Regions from separate parts of the Sus scrofa genome. Here region 2 is linked to region 1. A link is a contact called in public HiChIP or PLAC-seq data. All regions are on one chromosome and are shown on one strand. Each heading gives the region's core, a stretch centred on a gene start, on an enhancer-like site or on the middle of the called end of the contact. The rest is flanking DNA. Distances are from core to core; before and after follow the strand shown.

Region 1 (4,651 bases), core at 1,531-4,030:
TTACATCCCTAGACCCACCAGTCCCAGGAGGTCACTGCTCCTCAAAGGGAGGGAAAGACTGCTCTCTGAAGCTGAGGCTGACCCTGAAGGAGCTGACAGCTGAAGGGACCACAACACTCTTGAAAGCTGGACCAACAAGTCTTTCCTTGAAGTGTACCTCTGTGTCTATCCTAGATGAGTATCTGGTAAAGTGGAAGACAATGAGACTCCGTGTTAATTTTTTTTTCATCCGCAAAGAGAAAGGATAAAAGACTTCTGCACCCATGATGAAATGAAAGTTTTTTTTTTCTTTTTTCAAAGATCAGTGCAGAAGAAGCTATTGAGATGACTGGGCTTAACCTGAGCCATCTGCCATGGATGCCACTTACAGTGAAATGCTGCTGCAGAAATTTGGTTTGTACAGGCAAGCAGAAGGACCCTCACCAATTATTCCAGCTAGAAAAGTTATTTTCAGAGTGAATCAGGAGGAGGAGAAACAAAAGAAACCTTTAGGAAACAGCCCAGAACATTGGGCAGCCCTGGGAAATCCTGCTCAAACTGGAGGAAGAAGTGAAAGTGGGTACCACTCAGCTGCCTGAGGTTAAATTCCCAACATCCAGATACCATGAGAGTGGGGATAGGCAGGTTTCCAATTTCCAGAGAGGTTCTCCTTAGGATAGGCCCTGAGGACTAACAGGTGACCAAGTTTTCTAATTTGCTACAGCTGTGAGTCAAAAGGATGGTGAAACCAAATAGCACATTTCTTTTTTTTCTTTTTCCAGCTATACCTGCGGCATATGGAAGTTCAAAGGCTAAGGGTGGAGTCAGAGCTGCAGCTGTTGTCTTAACCATGGAGTGAGGCCAACGTTCAAACCCACATCCTCATAGGGACAACATCTGGTCCTTAACCTGCTGAGCCACAATGGGAACTCCCAAACAGCACATCTCTGAGTTGTGTGGAGTGGACTGCTGCCAAGGACCCAGTGACAGGGCCTTGTGCAGCAATGGCCGGGGATCCCCCAGCCACACACATTATCAAGTTCTAATGAAGAGTGTTCTGGATCAGGGCCTCAAGACTCTGGTGCCAGCAACACCCAGTCTTTTAAGTTTCTGAAGAAGACATTTCTAAGCAAACAGCTCTCTTGGGGAGAAACTAATTCTGGGCATATGGAAGACACACCTTGTGAAAACTTTAGAAAGTGGGAGCAGAGCCCAAGATGGGATCTTTCTGGACATAAGAGAGTGTAGATTCATATGAAACCACTGGATGGCTGCTAGTGGGGCACAGACCTTGAGGTAGAGGGTTAGAGACAGCAAGGGGCTACCTAATAACATTTCTTCTGTGTGTGTGTGTGTGTGTGTGTGTTTACAGAGGTGTACAAATCAACCTTCCTCTGGCCTTCTCCAGTGGTGGCTGTTTTCTGTTCTTTGTGTGGAGGTGGTATGGCTTTCCTTCTCGTTACTTGATTGCTCAGTGCTGTTTGTAAACAATGCTTCCTGTTTTTTTTCTCAGCTCTGCTCCTTGGTTTGCATCTGATGTTGCTAGACTATATCACTCCCTGATTTCCAGGTTATACTCATCTACCAAGCTCCAGGTCTTTTCCTGAAATTCCTTGAAGATGGATGCTCCTGGCTCTTGCAACACTCTTCTGTTCATGTATCTTGGTGATTTCAAGCCATTTGGCCATTTCTATGACCTCTTCTTCAGTAATCTTGTTCTTCTACCTCAGCACTCCCTCTCTTGGTTATACCATAGATTTTGACAGTACCAATATGTTTTGAGGGGCCATGCCCACGGTATGCAGAAGTTCCCAGGCCAGCGATTGAACCTGTGCCACAGCAGTGGCAGTGTCCATCCTTAACAGCTAGGCTCCGAGGGAACTCCAACACTACTAATATCTACAATAACTTTATACTCTTACTTTCAAGCATCTCAATCTTGGATGACCACCTCTTATTTTTTCAATGCATTCCTTCTAGTATTCTGCTCTAGCAAAACTTAGGTCTCCATTGGAACCTAGAATCTCTTGATTTTACCACCTCTACAAGGTCCCTTCCTTCCACTTGTCATCCTTTCCTACATTACCTATCTTAAATCCTATGGTCAGTTATTTAACTACTCCCTTGCCCCCTTTTTTTTTTCTTTTTTCTTCTGGCCACCCAGAGGCATATAGAGTTCCTGGGCCAGTTGCAAGTTGCGCATCATCATCAGCCACTTTTATTTACTTATTCATGTGTCTATTTGGTTATTTCTCATTATATTGTCAATTCCATGAACAAGGGATATGTCTGTTTTGTTCACTGCTATATATATTCAGTGCCTAGCAAAGTACTGGTATATAAAATGCTCTCAATTATATGTTAATTGAACGAACAAACTGGTGTTTCACAAGAAAAATGAAGTGTCCCTGGATTATAGCAAAGCTTGGAGCAGAAAGGGAGACCACTCTCAAGGCTGCGATATTTACATGTAAGAGTATATATGAAACAGCACTGCTAACGTAACGAAGTGAACAAAGGATCAGTATGATTTACTGTAGGCGTATTTCCTCCGTCAAGGAAGCCCTGCCAGGCCTGCCTTCTTCCATCCTTCTCCCATGCGTCCCTCAACTGGACCCCTGTCCTTCCCACTTAATCAGCTCTCCAGCCCAACGTATTCCTTTTTCTGAAAGATGTGGGTTAATCCCAGGGTAGATAATGCAACAGCTCAGCTGACTGAGCTAGACTCCACCCGCACCCCCACGCTTCACAAGTCCCGCCCCCTCAGGGTTACAGAGAGCGGAAGTGACGACCCTTCGGAACCCGAAACCCCGCCCTACGCCTTCCCTGTACCAGGGAGGTGACGCAAGCCGGAGGAGGCGGATACAAACCAACCGAGGGGCGCGGCGGGATAAGGCGGTGCTCCCAAAAGTGGTGGTTTGTTGGCGGCAGTTACTTTAGTGTCCGTGGTAGTTTGAGTCTGTGGTGAGCAGCGAGTTAATACTAGGCCGGGACTGCTTCGACAAGAATAGGACCCCGAGGCCTAAGAAACAGGCCAAAATTTTCCTTGGCCCGGGGTTCCGAAAGGCGGCCCTCCCAAAATTGGCGGTTTGTTGGCGGCGGTTACTTTAGTGTCCGTGGTAGTTTGAGTCTGTGGCGAGCAGCGAGTTGATACTAGGCCAGGGCTGCCTCGGCAGGATTAGGACCCCGAGGCCTAAGAAACAGGCCAAACTTTTCCCTGGCCCGGGGTTCCCCGGCGTTCAGCGCTTCCCCCCATAACCGGATACCGATTGTTTGGACTCTGCCTTCAACCCAGGTTCCCACTCCGCACCCTCCCAGCTCTCTTGCCCTCCGGCTGCTACGCTCTTTCCTCCCTGTCCCACGTCGGTGTGTCACCACTGGCACAGTTTTCGTTCCTTCAGATTCTTACTTCTTTCCACTCGTCCCTATTCCTTTACGAGGGCAAGCTTTTTTCCTTCCTTCTCCAGAATCCTTATTCTTGGCTCTCTGTTAGGCTACTTACTGCCTCCTCCAAGGCTTCTCTCCTATTAAGGAGCCTGTGGCATATGTGTTAAGGGGCTGAGCTTCTAAGGAAGTCGTTTGAAGATGTTAAGCTTTTCTTCTCTCCTAACCAGGAATCTTAGGTGCCAGGAAGTATGGCCCCCCTCAAGAAGCCTCGAAATTCCACAAAGTTGCCCCTGGCTTTAAACCCCCTGAAGAGCAAGGACGTGTTGACAGTGCTGGCTGAGAGGAACCAGGCTGTAGTACCAGTTGGGGCATGGGTGGAACCTGCCCCACCAGGTAGCACAGAAGTCCCAGCACATGTGAGTGTCAGTTTGATGCAAATACGGTGGGGTTCCTCCTCCATCTTTCTTTTTATTAACCTTCTCTAGTCCCTGGTGCACAGATAAGATGAACAGTCTGGAGGTGCTGTTTCTATTCTGTTATAGATAGGCTCTTGCATTAGAATTATAGAACAAATATGAATTTGCTAAAAACTTGCTCTAGCTTTAGTCTACATAATTGAGTGTTTATTACATTTATATACATACATATAGATATTTCAGTTTACCTCATAAACTCTTGATGCTTGCTCTGCACACGATGTGCACATGACGTGCACACGACGTAGGCACTGTCTGTCTTCTAGACACTCTATAGTGAGTGTAGTAGGGATGACGACCATAGTCGATGTAACATTGATTGCCTAAAGTTTATAAGGTTTGTAATGGAGATTCATTAAGGTTCAAGTGCAGTAAGAGATTAAGAGAGAGATTAATTCCGAGTGGGATCCTGAGAAAGTTTAACTGTAAATTCTGTGAGGACAGGGACCTTTATTTTTTATTGTTTCTCATATTGGTATAGCAAGTCCTCAGGAAATATTTGTTGAATGAATGAGTGAGGAAATATTGTTTGTGTATTTAAAGAGTGGAGATGCTATATAAGTACTGATGGTAGGGAAGAGCATTTCAGATGAAGGGAAACTTTTGCAAATTTAAGTGCTAAGATCATAGCACTTAATCAGAAAAGAAAGATACAACTTTGGGTTGATATGACCCAGAAAAGTTTAGTAAAGAATTATTTGCTTAATCAAAATAGAAATAGAAAGGGAATGATTGTCCATTTAAGGAGAATGGAGAGGATAGGGAGTAAGCAAGGTATAGCCAGAATTTTAGGGGTAGATTAGATTGAT
Region 2 (4,689 bases), core at 1,885-4,384, 160 kb after region 1:
ATATGCTGCAGGTGTGGCAAAAAAAAAAGTTGTTTCATAAAAAAATTAAGCAGATGTGCCAAAATGTTAGTATGTTAATTTATTATAAAATCCAATGTAATATTCACTATTTCTGAAATTTTTGAGATAATTTTTAATTTTTAAAAAGATAATTGGTAGCAGGGGGTACATGAATTGAGATCAGAGGTTGTGATGACCAATTAGGAGACTCTTGGCAATTTTCTAGATAAGAGATGATGATGGTCTGAGCTTCATTTACCTATGGAAGTGGAAAGCCACTTAGGAAAGTGGCATTAGAGATGACTCAGGCTTCCTGCTTGGTTGACTGAGCTGATGGTACTGCCCTCAGTATGATAATGAGGTAAGTTTAATTGCTGCTGTTTTGGATATGACACAAATTACCTGTAAGACTTGGACCAACTCTAAGACCTAGAATACAGGGCAAATGGTAGTTGAAGCTGCCATCATCAGAAACATTGCCCTTCAGTCCTCCATACTTAAAAAGTTCATGATACACTGGGTTCCATATAAGGTATGGCTTTAAAGTAATGAGATGAATATCCCTAAGCTCTTATAAGGACGAATTTCATCACTTTATAACTAACCAAACTATACATTTTCATGCTGAGTGTGGAAGGGAAATGCTGAATATAGTACAGAGAGCTGTGGTGTTGAAGGAGTGAGCATCCAGTCACTTTATCTTGTTAATTCAGTGTGGGAATAATACTTGTGATTATTTCCTTTTTCATGGCCACACCCATGGCAGGTGGAAGTTTCCAGGCCAGGGGTCAATCCCATGCCATAAGGAGCCACGGCGCTAGATCCTCAACCCACTGTGCCACAAAGGAATTCCTATATCCCTTATTGGAATGGCTAAATTAGTAAGATTTGATAAAAAAGTAAAAACAACATTTTTATTTAACATCTAGGGCTTTTTCAAAACTTTTCTGAGAAGTGAGGGTCTAGTGAACCTGGTAGAGTAAGTCCATTTACCTAAAGTCTGAGGCATTTAAAACTGCAGGTAGGCTGAACTTGGAATAAAATTATCTGTCTAAATTTGAATACCCTGTTTAGCAGCTGACAATGAGAGGAAACGTAGGGCCAATTTTTTCCCCTCCATACTCTGCTTTGAGGTCTTTCTTTAGAAAGGGTTTGTCCAGAACTTTTTAGAGGTACTTGTGGTGCATTTTTCATCTATTTAATGGTTTGTTCTACTTACCCTTTCACTCAGCTCTCAGAGAAAACTGATATATTAAGGCACTGACCCCTGTATATGTAGCCTATTGGATTAAAAATACACTGCCCATCAGTGGATCACGTGTGAGAACAGTAACAGCCATTAACCAGCTGACTTACTGTCCAGTACAAATGTGGATTCCTTGGAGGGTAACATGGCCCTAGCACTGCTGGTGGGAGATGGATATCTCACCCATCTCCTGATTTTCACTTTCAAGCCCTTGGAACAGCAGAAAACAATGGGTTACAAAGTGTTGGTGAGAGTGTGGAGAAAAGGGAACTCTCATACATTGTTGGTGGGCATGTAAATTGGTGCAGCCACTATGGGCAAGTATGGAGATTCTTCAAAAGATTAAGAATACATGGAGTTTCCGTCGTGGCTCAGTGGTTAACGAATCCAACTAGTATCCAGGAGGATCAAGGGTTAGATCCCTGGCCTTGCTCAGTCAGTGGGTTAAGGATCTGGGGTTGCCATGAGCTGTGTGTGGTATAGGTCGCAGACTCGGCTCGGATACCAGTTGCTGTGGCTGTAGCGTAGGCCGGCAGCTACAGCTCTGATTGGATCCCTAGCCTGTGAACCTCTGTCTGCCCTGGGTGTGGCCCTAAAGACAAAAAAAAAAAAAAAACTAAAAAACAAACAAAAAAGATTAAGATTCAGCTATCTCACTCCTGGGTATTTATCCAAAGAACATGAAAACACTAATTTAAAAAGATATATGCAACCCTATGTTCATCACAGCATTACTGACAATATCCAAGATATGGAGACAACCCAAATGCCCATCAACAGATTATAGATAAAGAAGTTAGGTGTCTATATACAATGGAATACTGAGCCATTAAAAAGAGACAGAATCCTGCCATGCCAACACGGATGGATCTTGAAGGTATTATGTTGTCAAATTAAGTCAGATGGAGAAAGACAAATACCGTATGGTGTCTTCTGGTGGTGAATACACTGTAGGGCATATATAAGTAGAAATACAACACTGTACACATGAAACACAGTATTATAAACCAATGCTACCTCAATAAAAAACAAATCTAAAAAAAATTAAAAAGAAAACAGGGGGTTACAAGGGTGAACTTCTCTTCTGGAGGATTCCTTTTCGTTTTCCTTTATAGCTGTTTCCTACCTTCAAAAATACCTGGGGTGGGGGTGGGGAATACTCTCGCACCCTTTTTTTTTAACTTTAAACACTTCAATACGGTTTGAATTTTAAAATATTTGGATAATGCCTCTGCCTTTGCAGTTAAACAAAATGCAAGTCTGGGAAAAATCAATTGCCAGGCTACCAAAACGCCATTGATGTGGCATCATCTCTTAACACGCTGATCCCCCAGCCCTGTAGCTGATTCAAACGGGCGGCAAGAAAAAAGTGCCCCCGTCTCATCTTCAGAATGGTCGCCCAGCTACCTCCCAGCAGTTGGGACAGAGATTAAGACTTAGGTCACAAGGTATTTCGAATCAGGTACTGCCACTTCACTTTCTTAGGGGCATGAAAAATAAAACATCCCTTCCTTCTCAGCTTCCAATTCAGCATTAATTGGCCGCTGGGCCTTGAGTCCAGATCGGCAGTGAGGGTAGTGTGAGAGGTCTCTGCAACGCCATCTGCCCACACCTTCCTCCAGCCTCCTCAGCCCCAGACCCAAGCCCTGCCATTCCCTCTTCTTCGCGGCGGGCCCCACTTTCCTCATATCCACCCCCCTCACCTGGCTCCCAGTCTCCCGGGTCCTCTACTCACACCTCTCAGTCCGGCTAGTTCCAGCCCACAAAGGCTTTGATCTACTTGTGACGAATCACAAGTGGACTTTCATCCAGGTGATTCCAGATTCGCTAATCAACGCCGCTCTTTCAACGCCCAACTTCCCCCTCATTTGCTTACGCCCCTCGCGGCTCCAGGCAACGCGGAACGTGGTGGGTGGGCACGTCTCCCTCCGTTACGCCTTCCGATTGGTCGGTGCCTTTTGGTCCTGTGACCGGTCTCAAGTTCGATTGGATAGAGGCAGTCTTGGCTCCCTACTCTCGTCCCATCCCGTTGTCAATCACGCCATTCTTGTGGTAACCCACGGGACCATTGGTCAGTCTAGCCTGAGGGCGGGTTGTTGGGCGGAAGAGAGCCGTTTTCCCGGCATTCCTCGCTGTTACCATGGAGACAGCACCGCCGGGCTGTGAGACGGAGAGTCCTGGCAACCCTTTCTCCCGTTCTAGACCTCAGTGCCTGTTCCGGAATCTAATGGGCATTTCATTTCCCGATCTCCTGGCTGTGGTGGACCGCAGTATTTGCGGGCAAGTCAAATTCGGCCTCAGAAAGGGGGTCAGGCTCAGTCATCAGTCACTAACAACCCTGCTGGAGAGAACCAAGTCTGAAGCCCTAGTTGTAATAACATCACGTTTTCATTTAGTCTTACCTGGCCTATTGTATTTGGCATTATTCTTCCTTTAGCGTTACGACATACACTGGGGCAAGGGTCGTTCTACTCAAGAGACAGATCGGGGAAGGGGAGCCAGAGTCAAATCAAGTAAATCTTCTGTAACTACACCGCCAGGCATCCGGAACTGGTGCTGGTCCATGCTTTTAGCAAACTGCTCTTGCCTAACTGCAAACTAAAACTTGCCATGTTGTTCTGAGGCTCTAGCCTATTAAACCAAAAGATCAGTAAATCAAGCCATCTAAAGGAAAAAGACATGGGATGCATGCTTCATTGCTGAATCAGGAAGAGTGAACAGACTAAAATCAAATGATGCCAATCTGAGAGCTGCAGTTTTGCAACCTCTGACTTTACACAAAATTTTGAAACATCATAAAACAAACTATTCAATCCTGGAACACTGAATCGTTCATTTAGGGAGTTCAGCTCCTGAATCACAGCTCTATGAATGAAATGGAAGAAGATGGTTGAAGTCCACTAAAGTATGTCTCAAATTTAATCTACTTTCAAGGTTTAATTTGCAGTCATGTATAGTAACCAACGATTTCTTATATGTTTAACAGCTTAGCCTTACTTGGCCCAATGAGGGGTTCTGTGGTTAAGAAAGCCATTGTTTTGATTAATTCATTTCATTGGAGTTGAGTGTTAACTGTAGCTAAGCGCTGGTAGGGACTTTGAGGATACGAAAGAAATACGATGTGATTCCTGGCTTAATAGCCTGTGGTTTGCAAACGTCAACAGCATATGAAACAACTAGGAAGTACTTTAAAGCAAGATATGACAATGGTGCCAAACTTAATTTATAATTTATTTTCTCCAAAGGTAATAATACTACTACATATTTGCAGAGCATTGTAGTTTTCAAAACACTCCTTCACTTGAATTATTTGAGGGAAATATTGCTTTGACTTGCCTTAATGTGGTTCTTCATAGTGTTACAGCTAGAACTATTGCTGGGCCCTGGTATAAGCATAGGAATGAGAGAGGTGGAACAGAGATGGAAGAGGATCCATGGAGAGA

The links. HiChIP or PLAC-seq counts read pairs in DNA pulled down with a chosen protein or histone mark.
Region 2: an H3K27ac HiChIP or PLAC-seq map of alveolar macrophages shows a contact between it and region 1. The contact joins the promoter of TMEM218 here to the promoter of CCDC15 in region 1. A contact is called at or near these places in 2 of 47 Hi-C or Micro-C datasets (liver and skeletal muscle) and 1 of 2 datasets of contacts at active chromatin or transcription factors (alveolar macrophages).

What each region holds. Positions count from the first base shown.
Region 1 is chr9:52,143,518-52,148,168 of Sscrofa11.1, forward strand. It overlaps CCDC15 (coiled-coil domain-containing protein 15), which reads left to right and starts at 2,781. Exons shown (of 15, transcript XM_021063078.1): 1 at 2,781-2,895; 2 at 3,594-3,782. The coding sequence starts at 3,615.
Region 2 is chr9:52,299,632-52,304,320 of Sscrofa11.1, forward strand. TMEM218 (transmembrane protein 218) reads right to left here and starts at 3,135. Exons shown (of 4, transcript XM_003130031.4): 1 at 2,982-3,135. It overlaps PKNOX2 (homeobox protein PKNOX2), which reads left to right and starts at 3,391. Exons shown (of 14, transcript XM_021063090.1): 1 at 3,391-4,151.